Linked DNA regions of Macaca mulatta: all the other regions are linked to region 1. A link is a contact called in public Hi-C data. All regions are on one chromosome and are shown on one strand. Each heading gives the region's core, a stretch centred on a gene start, on an enhancer-like site or on the middle of the called end of the contact. The rest is flanking DNA. Distances are from core to core; before and after follow the strand shown.

Region 1 (4,744 bases), core at 1,378-3,877:
TGTATATATATTCATCTCTATCTATCTTCCTCCTGTGCTTTTTCCCATATCACACAAAACACAAACACAGATACAGTCTGAGTTTACTTGATTCCTCCAGTCCTCAGGTTGACTAGATGACTGAGGAAAATTTGAAAGACAAGAGATCTATCTACAGTCTTTCCTAACTTCCTAGTCCCTTTAGCAGATTTTTCCATGAGGATTTTTCTTCCTTTTTTCCTTGAGGAAGCCAACTCCTGTGGGCTACAAAACACTTATTTCACCCTGTGTCTCTAAAAGATAAGAACATTTGATAAACATAATCACACTACCATTACCACATCAAAAAAAAAAAGTTATTTTTTAAGAGCAAACATCGAGGCAGTGTTCCTAATGGTTTCATAAAGTCAAATGTTTGACTTTTTAAAACAAATTCAAAATGCAAAGAAGTTCCACACCTTGTAATTGGTTATCATGTCTTTTAAGTCTTTTTAAATTATAGATTTTCTCTCCATCTCTTTCTTTCCTTGAAACTTATTAAAGAAACTCAGTTGTTTGTTGAGCAGCATTTCCCATGGCTGAATTTTGCAGAATATATCTTCCTGGTGCAGGTCAACATTCACAGGATTCTCAGATTCAGTTGGAGGCACGTTTATCTACACTTTAAGTCATCAAGTAATTTGAATATATTAATATAAATCCCATATGCTCTTTTCCCCCCAGAAATACTCCAGATGATTCCTCAAATAACCTTTCATTCAGTAAGTTCCCCGTTGTAAATTTCCAGTTGGGTAATTTTCTTTATGTTTGATGGGTGCGCACAACGAAGAAAAGGCGGGGCGGGGAAATCTTTCTGAAATTCTTTAAATATATCCATTAGAGGGCGACATTGCCTTTAATATTACATTTACCCAATAAAGTTTTAAATTGCATAAAATTTACTTTTGTATTTTTGACAAGTTGGACCTCATTGCCTACTTTAACTTCTAATCTCACGTCTGTAAAGTGTGACTGTGTTCTCCTTTGTTAATTTGATCTCTGCTGACTTGTGTCTTTGATATTACAGTACTTCCATCTTTGACTCTGTTCCCAATTCTAACCATCGGGCGGCGATGTTGCATAAATAAAGACCCGTGGAAAGGCAAAATTAGGCGAAATTGCCAAATAAAAAGCAGTTTCGCCGGGGGTAAAGGCCATTAATTTCAGAAGGAAAGAGACAAACCAGACATTTCTAGTTCATATCCAACTCACAGCCCAAGGTCAGAACTGTGTAAAATGCAACACAAAGGAGCCATTCAGGAGTCGGGGAGGCTGACTTGAGAAGAGCGAACGCACAATCCCCGCTTTGAGTCTGCGGTTCCCGTGGAGGGGGCACAGGTCCGTTCGCGCACGTGCGTGTGAGTAGCCACAGGGCAGCGGCGGGACGTGCCTGGACCGGGCATGGGAGTGCTGAACTTACAGAGCTCTGGCGGACCGCTTGGGGACACCCGCCCCGCGGTAAGTTGGCACTGGCGCTGCCTGGAGGTCAGCCACTCATTGTACCCCGGCGGAACTGGGTCCCGCGGGGGCATACGGCTCGCCCACCAGCACGCGTTAGGAGGCGAACACCTGCATCCAGCTAGGTGTTCCGAGCGGAACCCAGGGCTAGGGACCGCTCTGCCACCTTCTTCTCATTCTTCCTGTAAGAACACTCTCTACCTCGGACAAAAAGGATCCACCTGACAGCAAGTGGTATCGTCACACAGCGGTAACAGAAAACTCATGGATACTCTCGAGAATCTGACAAAAGTTGGGGCCTCCTCCCCATAGTAGCACTCAGAAAAGGGCAGGTGAAACTACAAATGGGCGGAGGCACTCACAGGCTTTCTGGGGCCCGTCCATTGATCAGATCCCAGGTTAAGAAATTCTGTCCTGATTGGAGCCTAGACAGCCGCGCAAAGAAGCCAGACGGACTTGGGAAGAGAGGCAGGGACGTCCCTCCTCCCTCCAAACACAGCCAGCGTTTCATTTCGGATTGCGGGAGGGGCCTGGCCGAAGGTGGAGGAGAGGTGGAGCGCCTGGCTGGGGCCCTCCCCATTCTCCTGGCCCCCACCCCGGAACGCCTGGCTGAGAAGGGTTCCAAAGCGAGCAGCGAACGCCCAAAGCCTGGGCTGCGGGAAGGTGGCAGCGCTCTGTAGCTTTTCCTTTGCATTTTTCTTTAAATCGTGAGCTCCGGAGCTATGGTTTCGACCGCTGCTTTCCCGTCTCCACCTCCACCTCCCAGTTCGCTGGCTCGCCCTTCCCCCTCCCCCACCCCACCCCCACCCCCCACCCCCCACCCCCCACCCCCCACCCCCCCAACCCACCCCCCACCCCCCCAACCCACCCCCCATCCCCCCAACCCACCCCCCACCCCCACCCCCCCACCCCCCATCCCCACCTCCATCTCCACCCCCATCCCAGCCGCGTGCCCGGCCCTCCGCCTCCAGCCCCGCCTCCGCCGCCGCGGGGTTTCACCCAAGGCAAAGTGAAATCTGCATAGTGACCGCCCCCTCGAAGATCATTGGTGCATCCCCGCCCATCGCGGCCGGTGATTGGTGAGCTGCCCGAGGTTATTTGCATGTCGGACGCAGCCTGGTACCCAGCTGTGCCGCCGGCCGGCGCCGAGCAGAAGTTTGCCGAGCGCTTTCTCGCCGGCTGGTCCCGGACTCGCGCTGCGCCCTGCGCCCTTCGCCGCCGCCCTGTTCTCCCGGGAGTCCTTCTCTGTGGAGGACTGACGCTCCGCTTGTGGGAATTAGAGGTAGACAAGGGGGAGTGCCGAGGGGGAGCGGCGAGGATCTTTCCAGTGACAGCTTCGAGTCGGGACGCCAGGAGCGTGGGGCTCCGGCTGGCCACGGATCTCGCCCGCCTTCCCGCGGCCTCCGGGCTGGCAATGCGGCCGCCGAGCCCCGCGGCACAGAGAGGAAAGAGGGTGGCTCGGAGAGCCTAGAGCTTGTTTCTGCCCACTTGGGGAAGAGCGCATGGAGTTGTGAGCGCCCCTCGCTCGCTCGGCGACGCCGCCCGCGGCAGGCTCCCCATGGCCGGGACGTACAGCTCGACTCTGAAGACGCTGGAGGACTTGACCTTGGACTCCGGGTATGGGGCCGGGGACTCGTGCCGCTCGCTCAGCCTCTCGTCCTCCAAGTCCAACTCGCAGGCGCTCAACTCTTCGGCGCAGCAGCACCGCGGGGCGGCCTGGTGGTGCTACTCCGGCTCCATGAACAGCCGCCACAACAGCTGGGACACGGTGAACACGGTGCTGCCCGAGGACCCCGAAGTGGCCGACCTCTTCTCGCGCTGCCCGCGGCTCCCGGAGCTGGAGGAGTTCCCCTGGACCGAGGGAGACGTGGCCCGGGTGCTCCGCAAAGGTGCGGGCGGTCGGCGGCTGCCCCAGTTCTCCGCCGAGGCGGTGAGGCGCCTGGCCGGGCTGCTCCGTAGGGCTCTGATCCGCGTGGCCCGCGAGGCGCAGCGCCTGAGCGTGCTGCACGCCAAGTGCACCCGCTTTGAGGTGCAGAGCGCCGTGCGCCTGGTGCACAGCTGGGCTCTGGCGGAGAGCTGCGCGCTGGCAGCCGTCAAGGCGCTGTCCCTGTACAGCATGAGCGCCGGAGACGGGCTGCGCCGGGGCAAGTCCGCGCGCTGCGGCCTCACCTTCTCAGTGGGCCGCTTTTTCCGCTGGATGGTGGACACCCGAATCTCCGTACGCATCCATGAGTACGCGGCCATCTCGCTCACCGCCTGTATGGAGAACCTGGTGGAGGAGATCCGAGCCAGGGTGATGGCCAGCCAGAGCCCTGATGGCGGAGGGGCCGGAGGCGGGGAGGTGTCTGCTGAGGCCCTGGAGATGGTCATCAACAACGACGCCGAGCTCTGGGGCGTCTTGCAGCCCTATGAGCATCTCATCTGCGGCAAGAACGCCAATGGTAAGCGCGCGGGCCTCGGACTGGCAGACTGGGTAGGCAAGAAATCCCGCCCTGGGCTACTGGGGGAGTGAATTTCCTGAGACAAAGCTGGTGGCTGTGCCAGTACTTTGGGAGAAAGCGTTGGGTCTGAGGATAGGGTTCATTAAATGTCACTTGTCAGAGATTGTTCTAAGGGTAACTGACTTTTGGAGGGCAAACTCGTGAATGATCTACATCCTGTGCTGCGTGGCATTGTTACTATCTGCGGGCCGTTCATTGATTGGGTGAGATTGAATCTCTTGACCAAGCCATTCCTGAACCTCTCTTGAAGTGAAACTTACTGCCCCGTGGCTCTTTGCCGTGCTTAACTAGATCTCTAGTTGCTGTCTTTTCCCAACAGCTGGGCAGATTGACTGATTCTGCCCCCTAGTTTTCCCCAGCCCAATAGCAGCAGCCAAAGGGTCCCAGCTTAAAGACCTGAGCCTTGGATAAGTGAGATGAGGGGAGGGGAGTGGGAAGCCCGAGATCTGGCGCTGCGCCTTGTGCTTTGCTGGGCTGAAGGATGCTGTCAGGCGCTAGAGGGGTGGTGGCGCGCTCTTAACTATATGTGCCCAGGAATGATGAAACCTGGGGACCCCCGATTCCCCTTCCCGGAAGGGTACAGGTTGTCTCCTGGGACCTGATTTTCCAAGCTGTCACCAACCAAGTGAGCCATTGCTTAAAACCTTGCATTGTATTAAATGTTCTTTCCTGAAAAGAGTGATGGCCCATCAGGGGGAAGAGATCCAGGGATAGGTAACGGCTTGGGGTCAAGTCTGGGAAAGGAACCATTGGGTGGTTGCACTTCT
Region 2 (4,744 bases), core at 1,660-4,159, 500 kb after region 1:
ACCCGGGAGGCGGAGCTTGCAGTGAGCCGAGATCACGCCACTGCACTCCAGCCTGGGAGACACAGCGAGACTCCGTCTCAAAAAAAAAAAAAAAAAAAAAAACCCATTTCACCTTTAAATTTAATGTCAAGCTCTTTTAAAATTATCTTCATGATGCCCTTTGCCATAACATAGCAGCTGCCATTTATGAGTGCTTACTATATACCAGTTGCTTTTCATGCAAGCAACCTCATATCTGTTATTACCCCCATGCCATTACAAATCTATGTGCCACCCTTTTGTGCACTACTCATATAATCCCCGCAATAACTTAGGCAATAGGATCTGTCATCTCCATTTTACAGATGAGGATACTGGGAGTTTATTTTATTTGTTTGTTTGTTTATCTGTTTATTTATTTTGAGACAGAGTCTCGCTGTGTCACCCAGGCTGGAGTGCAGTGGCAGTCTTGGCTCACTGCAACCTTCGCCTCCCGGGGTTCAAGCAATTCTCCTGTCTCAGCCGCCCGAGTAGCTGGGGTTACAGGCATGTCCCACCACACCCGGCTAATTTTTGTATGTTTAGTAGAGATGGGGTTTCGCCATGTTGGGCAGGCCAGTCACGAACTCCTGACCTCAAGTGATCCGCTCACCTTGGCCTCTCAAAGTGCTGGGATTCCAGGTGTGAGTCACTGAGCCTGGCCAGGATACTGGGAGTTTAAATTCCTGCTGTGAGCCCAGGTTCACACAGGTGGTCAAGGGTGGGCTAGAATCCAGGTAGCCTGACTCCAGAGCTACTACCACATACTGCCTCCTCAGATTAAATAATTTTCCTAGGCCATGCTAGCTGATACGTTTCAAGAGTCTAAATCAAACCCAGGCAGTTGGGTTCCAAAATTCCAGCATTTAACCACCACATTGACTGGTTAAAGTAGGTAAACTGTTCATCACAACCTATATGTTTATTTTCATTTCTGTTAGAAATGAAAGTAGTGTGGTAGTGTGGTAGGTTACATATTTATCACATAGTTTCGGCTTGCCTAAAATTCTAAGAATTTTATTTTTTAGATTAAAAACAAGGGTCTATTGGGAAAAAAAAAAAAAAACTTTTTTTTTTTTTTTTTTTTTGAGACAGGGTCTCACTCTGTTCCCCAGACTGGAGGGCAGTGGTGCGATCATGGCTCACTGCAGCCTCAACGTCCTGGGCTCAAGCAATCCTCCCACCTCTGCCTCCTGAGTAGCTAGGATTTCAGGGAAGCACCACCACACCCAGCTAATTATTTTTCTTTTTTCTTTTTTGTAGGAATGGGGGCTCACTGTGTTGCTCAGGCTAGCCTGGGCCTCCCAGAGTGCTGGGATTACAGGCATGAGCCACCAAGCACAGCCGTAAAAAAGTCTTTTTGTATACTGAAGGCTCCACTTGGACAAAAATTTGCTCTTAAGGCTTTCTTTGAGATACACACACACACACACACACACACACACACACACACACAGCTTTTGATTATACCCATGAGGGACCCAAGCCTTGGGACACAGGGACCAGAAAATGACAAAAGCATGTAGGCAGTAGTAAACTATGGTTATACTTGTAACAAGTCATGAAGCTTTGGCTCTGAACAGGGAAAATGAAGCACTCAGGGATTCACTTCTGACTTCAACTACCATCTTTCAGGGTGAGCTCATCCAGGCCCATGTGCCATCTTGAAAATGGGAACAAAAATGTATGCCTATGATCCAGACTGATCATATAAAACTATGGATCCTGAAAGTACGTTCCCTCTTTGCAAGCCTTAGTGACTGGCATCACGCACAAATAGGCCTTTCAGTTTCTGAACGCAGATATTTTCAAGGACCTCTGAGGCCCAGGAGAGACAAACGTTTTCTCCATGGAAGGGCAGACTATTGGCCTCCCCTCTCTTACCCTCTGTGTTCCTACCTCTTTCTAGAAGGAGGCTGAGAGGGGAAGCCTGAAACCCCAAATCAAGTCCGCCTTCTTTCTCTGTGCCTGACCCAGGGCAAAATAATCTCCCTAATACTGTTCTGGATCACTGGAAAAACACTTTCTCTGGTCGGGGTACTACTGGCACTTTACATGGGGGGCAGTTTAACCGCAGGAGTCCGCTCTCTGAAAGGTGCTGAGGGAGGGGATTCTGACACCAGCCGACTGAGAGGAGCCCTGGCCCCACGAAGTCCCTCCCAGCCACCCTCCCTCTGGGATTAGCTGCCCTGACTCTGCTCAGGCGTCCCCAGCCCGTGCAGTCCCGGCTCGCGCACCACCATCGCCTCTGCAGAGCGCGGCCGCAGCCTGGAGCCCGCAGCCGGTAGCCCGCAGAGCCGCGCTGTCCGGGGCATCCCGGTGCTCGGCGTCCGTGGACCTGGGATCTCGAACCTGGGACGGGCTCAAAATCCACTCGGAACACTTGCATTTCTGTAGGTGCTTATTTCACATTCTTGTTTTTTCTTGCTTGCTCGAGCTGTTCGTGGGTTACTTTCTGCCTTAGTTAAACCAAAAGGGAAAGGCTGAAGGGGGGAAGCCCTGAAGAATTATTTAGTGGCTGCCCAGCCTCCTCTCCAAGGAGAGGTGTTAGCTGAGCGGATCTCCCCGTCCCCGACACTGGCCCCTTTAAGAAGCCAAGTCAGTCCTGATGCTGCTGTTTGTATTGCTAATCCCCAGGAGCCCCGTTTAAAAAAAAAAAAAAAAAAAAACAGAAGAAGAAAAAAGGGGAGGTGGGGGAACCGGGCAGCTGTCTCTTTAAATGTGATTTCCTTCTATTGTATTTGAATCGTGATCAGGAAAAAGGAAATGAAACCAGAGACAGAGGGAAGCTGAGCGAAAATAGACCTTCCCGAGAGAGGAGGAAGCCCGGGGAGAGACGCACAGTCCCCTCCCCGCCCCCAGGCCGCCGCCCCCGTTCTGCCCTCCGCGGCGAGCAGCGCCCGCTACCCGGGCCGAAGGTGCGAGGGGCTCGGGGCGGCCGGGCGGGCGTGCACCATCCCCGCGGGCGGCGCGGAGCCGGCGACAGCGCGCGAGAGGGACCGGGCGGCGGAGGCGGCGGGACCGGGATGGAAGGTTAAGTCCTGAGCAGCAGCAGCAGCTGCAGCCGCCCGGGGCCAGGCTGCGCGCCCCGGCCCCCGCCTCGGCCGCGGCGCGCCCGCAGCCCGGTGATTCGCTCTCTCTCTTTGGCATTTGAAGGGAGCGCGGTGACTGTCCTTGAGCGCGGAGGGGCGAGCTCGCCGCCGGAGCGCCGGAGCAAGCGGAGGCGCAGGAGCGGCGGCGGCGGCGCCCGAGCACCCGAGGGGGTCCGAGCCCCGGCAGCCGGCCAGCCCCGCGCCACAAAGGGAGCGCCCCTGCCGCCCGGCACGCCGCCTCCCTCCCCAATGTCCTCGGCCATCGAAAGGAAGAGCCTGGACCCTTCAGAGTAAGTGCGGCGCCCCTGCCCCTGCCACCCCCGGTGTCCACGGCCTCGCGTCCCGGAGCGGCTGGGGGACCCGGGCGGCCCTCGAGGGGACTCCAGGTGCGCGCCTGCGGCGTGCTCTTGGCCCCCTGTGCGGAGCGCTGGGCTCCCTCTTCCTCCCGGGTGACTTCGGGGGCGCTGGGAGAGGGACTGGGCGGTGGGCGGCAGGGAGAGGGGTCGGCTCGGCGCCTCTGCGGGCCACTCCAGGCTATCAGGACGCTGCCTAAAGCCACCGCGGGCCAGAAAGTTTGCACGGGAGCAGGCACAAGGGGAGCCTGGCGGCGTGCAGGTGCAGTCGGGAGAGCGTTCCGTGCTTGACTCGGCTCCCTTCTCACCTCTCCTTCTCGGCCCTTTCTCTTTGTCCATTTGGTCTTGGAAAGGGGAACATTCCAAGTGGAGGCCTCCAGGGTCCCCAGCGGCCGCCTTCCCGGTCCGCAGGTGGAGCCGCTGCCAGCCGCGCGGGTAACGGGCGGGTGAGGGGTCCGACCGTCCACCTCGGAGCTGGCTCTGGGCCTCCGGGGCTTTCTAGAGCAGCGAAATCCGGAGTAAATCTGAGTACGTGTAGCCCTCCTCGGGGTCCACCGATGGGGGCCTGTGAACCTCGAAAGTTAATGCACCATTTTGTGTACAGGTGAATTCTTCTAGGGAGTAGAGTCTCGTAGTTTCTAGCATAGTCTCAAAAGGGTTTGGGGTCAGGGAACCAGAGCTCTAATGAGCATTGACCGCATCTGTTTTCTGAGCCTCGTACTGGTTTGGAATGTTTTTCTATCTCTCACCAATTCTTTAGTGTTAACATGGGTAGCAAGGGGTGTTTAAGATATCATTTTCCTGTCAACGCAAATGCCCTTTTAAGAGTCATTAGCTGTCTGGTTTTGAGAATTTTTATTCCTTTGAAGTCCCCCTCTAATCCTTTGAAGGGATTTGTTACACAAGACCAAAGGAGCTGGTTAATGACTTGTCCATTTGTGCTTTTAAGAGACATTTGTTTTGTTTTTTCTTTTCCTGGTTTAAAAGAATTGTGCTTTCCTGCTTGAAATACCGCACACACACACACATACACCCTTCAATTTCGGCTTTCTATGGTGTTTATTTACCTGGGTTTTACCCTCAGTTAGCAGCATAAAAGCTCAGCATGTTCTCATAAAACACAGGAAGTACCACCATCCAATGAGAATATAAACATCACTATTCCGTCTTGAAGGTTAAGACACCAGTTCTGTAATGAGCTAGGTTTGTTGTAGCAAAAACCCCCACTTCCTTCAACAAATTCTCAGGAGAAAAATAACATTTCTTTTTAAAAGTATGTTT
Region 3 (4,744 bases), core at 914-3,413, 260 kb after region 1:
CTTAAAAAATTCACGTGTTACTAATAAAGTCAGGGAAATCAATAACTATCAATGAATAATTCCATGATGTAATGTGTCCAAATGTTTCCTCATTTTAAAACTATACTGAAGCCTTTGTACAGACCTCAAAAGTTCTCGCCGGGTGTGGTGGTTCACGCCTGTAAGCCCAGCACTTTGGAAGGCCGAGGCGGGTGGATCACCTGAAGTCAGGAATTCGAGACCAACCTGGCCAACATGGCGAAACCCCATCTCTACCAAAAACACAAAACTTAGCAGGGAGTGGTGGTGGAGCTGTAGGAGAGGCTGAGGCAAGAGAATCACTTGAAACCGGGAGGCGGAAGTTGCAGTGAGCCGAGATCGTGTGCCATTGCACTCCAACCTAGGCGACAGAGCGAGACTCCGTCTCAAAAAAAAAAAAAAAAAAAAAAAATAGTTCCTTGATTACCTACAGTAAAATATTGCATCATCACAATAAAAACGTCAGAAATATCACTCTAAAAGTAACATGCTACTTCGATGTAAAAGTGACATGCTACTTAGAAATTCCGGTACCTACTGCATTACAAACATCAAGTTCATTTACTGAAGCTTACCACACTTTTTTTTTTTTTTTTTTTTTCTTTTGAGACGGAGTCTCGCTCTGTCGCCCAGGCTGGAGTGCAGTGGCCGCATCTCAGCTCACTGCAAGCTCCGCCTCCCGGGTCTACGCCATTCTCCTGCCTCAGCCTCCCGAGTAGCTGGGACTACAGGCGCCCGCCACCTCACCCGGCTAGTTTTTTGTATTTTTTAGTAGAGACGGGGTTTCACTGTATTAGCCAGGCTGGTCTCGATCTCCTGACCTTGTGATCCGCCCGTCTCGGCCTCCCAAAGTGCTGGGATTACAGGCTTGAGCCACCGCGCCCGGCCTAGCTTACCACACTTTAACTGTCCCTTCTAACCTTCCAATCCAAACACAGATTTTAGCATATGTCTTATTATAAAACACTAAATCACTGTCAAGGACCCCAATTTATAAGTAAAGGAGAAAGTATAAAGAATTCAAATACCCCAAGGCAGAAAAACGAGAGACAGAATTCACACTCAAGTCTTCCCGACTCCAAAACCTGAGCTCTTCCCAGTTCACCAATCTTCTCAACTTGTAAACCCTGTGTTGCCGGCCACATAAAGATCCCGCAAAAATCAATCAACAACTAATTAATGGGGGCTGCCTTTTGCTCTAACTACTGTGGGAGCCCCAGAAGTAGTACCACAAGGCCCTTGACTTCAAGCTTGCATTCTTCGTGAAGAAGGTATTTAAAAGAATGAGATGAGGAACAAGAACCAGGTAAAATTAGATGTAAAAAAAACAGCTATAGTGCGGGGTCAGATGAAGGAAGCGCTGAGATTACTATAGGCTGAAGCTGTCATGGAAGGCCTGGATGGGGAAGGCCTTGAAGGAGATGATTATTTTTCACTCACTCATTCATTTATCTATCTACACATAACATCTAGGTGGCAGGCACCACTTTAGGTGCACTGGCAAACAAAACCAAATCCTGAATGTGATTGCTGAATAAAAAGTATAAAGGAATGTGCACAGTGAAGGATTTAAGAACGTGGAAGGATCTGGAATCAGATTACCTAAGTTTAAAGCTTAGAGCTGCCGCCGGGCACTGCGGGCAAGCTCCACGGAAAGCAAGTGTTGTCACCCACCCATTCAACCCGACTCCCCAGTTACAGGCACTTAGCGGGTGAGTATCAAGCCACGCAATCCCCGAGGATGCTCGAGAAGCACGCGCCCAGAGCGGCTGCGTATTGGAGAGGTGATTCTGTTATCTAGGAGCGCCCCAAAAGAGGGGTGGAGGACAGTCGGCGTAGGCCAGGTATCCGTCCGGATGCAGAGCCTTCATCCTGAGGCCGGTCCCCTCTCGGGACAGGAAGAACACAGACACCGATCTTGGCATCCATACGCGGCCATCCCGCGTTGGGTACCTGCGTCCCGAGCCCGGCGGATCCCAGCCAGTGGAGAAGCAGAAGCACGTGGGAGCACGGAACAACTCCGAAAGAGAAGGCACAACTAACTGCCCCTAGCGGATGCCTGGTGACCGGGTCTCGGACTTGGCCTGGCTCCGCGGCACGCGCCGCTCTCAGGCACTGGTACACTGCACGTGCGCAAGCGCATTACAGTCGCAGCGATGGCGAGCGAGAAGGGACCTTCCTCAAGGCTGTCGCTGAGTAATGACGTAAGCCACCGGAGGCGGAGCTGGGGTCTAGATGTCCACTGCGGTTGCGCATTTTAGTCTCACAGCTCGCGGTAGCTGGGGTATTGGGTGCGGTTTGCCTCTTCACGCTCATCATATCCGAACTAAGGTACCTTGGCTGAGAAGGGCAAAATAGATGTCCGCACCCCCAGGGCCTGCCCACTAGGTCCAGGGTTTTCAGCGTCAGCCTGGGTACGCGAGACGCGACGGATCCAGCTATCTGTGCTCAATTTAACCGATCCCCGTAAGTTGAGGAAACTCGGCCGACAGACCTATTTTATTGGTCTCGCTTGTCCCTCCACCCCCACAGTACTGATCTTACAGATGGGAATCCTGTAATCTACCCATGACTGCGGCCTCTGTACTTTGCAGGCTCCCATTAGGCCTGCAAAGTCAAATGAAATTACTCCCCCTGGGCTTCCAGTAAACTCCAAGAACATGACTACAAGGACAACCTATACATAGCGTGTTGCATTCTTGACTTTGGGGCAGATCGCTGAACTTCAAAAAGCATTATCAACTGCTTGATGTTTCCTCCTGGATACCGCAGATGTCTGAATGCAAACCCCTTCCCCAGATAAGACACTTCCAATTTTAATGTCATCAGCAGCACCACCCATTTAATCCAACATTCATCATGAAATTTTTTAGTTCATTCAGCAAAATGTCAATATGCCCATGCACTATTCTGCTCACAAGGGATAGTGACCAAAATGTTACTGCCCCTCGTGGTTAATTCTAGGTTGTTTTAAATGCTATTAAGCAAAAGTATCCAGTGAGTGAAGTAACTAAGGGCACTATTTTAGAAGCGAACACGGAAGGCCTCTGACGGGGGACGGGGTGACACTGGATGAAACAAGGACCTAAAATTTATAAAGAATAAGCCCTGACAGTATCTGAGTGAAATGCTCCCCCATGCCAAAGATGTACATACAAAAGCTCCAAGATGGGGAAGAAGTCCTGGCAAAGCAGTCTGTGGCCAAAGCAGTGGGCAAGTGAAGGACCAGATTTAGAATTTAATTCTAGTCATCATGAGAAACCACTGGAGTTTGTGGGGGACAGGGAAATGAGAAAATGTGCTTTGCCCTCTTAAAAGGCTCTTAGCCAAAAAACTAAACCACAGGAAGGCAACGGTAGAAAACGGGAGAACAATTATAAGCTATTGTAGTCACCTGTGCTAGGATGGTAGTCGTGGCAGTGGTTAAAAGTATTAGATAACTGGATATTCAAGTTAAACTACGTGAACTCACTTAAGGATTAGATACAGGGTATAAAAGTAAATTGAAGATGGCACCCAAAACATTTGCTCTGAGCAACTGGTGTTGGGTAATCAAGGAGTTGACTTGGAATACTGAGAGTCTGACATCCAAGGCCTGGAGAAATCAGCAAAGGATACCGAGTCGTGACCAGTGAGATAGGGTATCTACAGAATCCATTCACCACCACCACCCCATCTCCACCTTAAGTTGGAATCCATTATTTCTCACATGGACCACTCCAACAAGCCTCCGTACCATCTCTTGGTCCGTATGTTGTTCTCAGCATTGCATTGAATGTTATTTAAATGGCAACTTTATTAAGTGGGCCACCATCCCCACCCCAAACAACAGGTTTTTTTTTTTTTTTTTTTTTTTTGAGACGAAGTCTCGCTCTGTCACCCAGGATGGAGTGCAGTGGCGCCATCTCTGCTCACTGCAACCTACCAGGTTCAAGCGATTCTTCTGCCTCAGCCTCCCGAATTGCTGGGACTACAGGCGCATGCCACCACGCCCGGCTAGTTTCAGTATTTTTAGTAGAGACGGGATTTCACCATATTGGCCAGGCTGGTCTCAAACTCCTGACCTCATGATCCCCCTGCCTCAGCCTCCCGAAGTGCTGGGATTTCAGGCAAGAGCCACCACACCCGGCCCAACACACAGCTTTAAAACCTTCAATAGTTTGCAACTGTTTTTAAGAGACAAAACATTTTGCAACTGTTCTTAGACAAAACATGAAATGCAACTATTACGCTGTCCACAGTAGTCTTTACCTGTTTCTCTAACCTGTAACTCTGCTAGTCCTTTGTCTTTCCACTTGATCCTGGTACTTTCAGTCACTGGTGATCAGACGTTTAGATATGTTCTTCTCTCTCTTTCTTTTGACTAGTCTACTACCCCTTACCCTTCAAATCTACTCAATTACCCCTTTCAGTTGTCTCCCCTGATCATTTTAACTAGGATATACACTCTCCGTCATGGCTTTAGTATCTACCACATTGCTCCAACATGGCATTTGCTACACTTTGGTGTCACATCAGTGTCTTTGATTAGACAGTTCAATGAAAGCAGAAACCACAGTGATTTTTGTTACCACTAAATGCCTAGTGCTTGGCATGATGCTGGGCAAAGGATACCCTAATTTGCTGAATAAACCCTTAATTCAGTGGCTTAATACAGTGTGTCTGCCTATTAAACACAGTACTTAAAGTTAGTATTTCCAAATGAGCAATACACGAATGCCTTTGC

The links. Hi-C and Micro-C count contacts between places; a contact is called where the count stands out from the background.
Region 2: a contact with region 1 is called in a Hi-C map of fetal cortical plate, with 2.8 times the contacts expected there. The contact joins the promoter of LMO2 here to the promoter of ABTB2 in region 1. A contact is called at or near these places in 3 of 14 Hi-C or Micro-C datasets (fetal cortex germinal zone, fetal cortical plate and liver).
Region 3: a Hi-C map of liver shows a contact between it and region 1, with 8 times the contacts expected there. The contact joins the promoter of NAT10 here to the promoter of ABTB2 in region 1. A contact is called at or near these places in 4 of 14 Hi-C or Micro-C datasets (cortical neurons, fetal cortex germinal zone, fetal cortical plate and 1 more).

Annotation. Positions count from the first base shown.
Region 1 is chr14:30,912,274-30,917,017 of T2T-MMU8v2.0, forward strand. ABTB2 (ankyrin repeat and BTB domain containing 2) reads left to right here and starts at 2,628. Exons shown (of 17, transcript XM_015114548.3): 1 at 2,628-3,917. The coding sequence starts at 3,035.
Region 2 is chr14:31,410,271-31,415,014 of T2T-MMU8v2.0, forward strand. It overlaps LMO2 (LIM domain only 2), which reads left to right and starts at 2,910. Exons shown (of 4, transcript NM_001266207.1): 1 at 2,910-3,051; 2 at 3,175-3,400. The coding sequence starts at 3,045.
Region 3 is chr14:31,173,219-31,177,962 of T2T-MMU8v2.0, forward strand. NAT10 (N-acetyltransferase 10) reads right to left here and starts at 2,164. Exons shown (of 29, transcript XM_015114550.3): 1 at 1,047-2,164.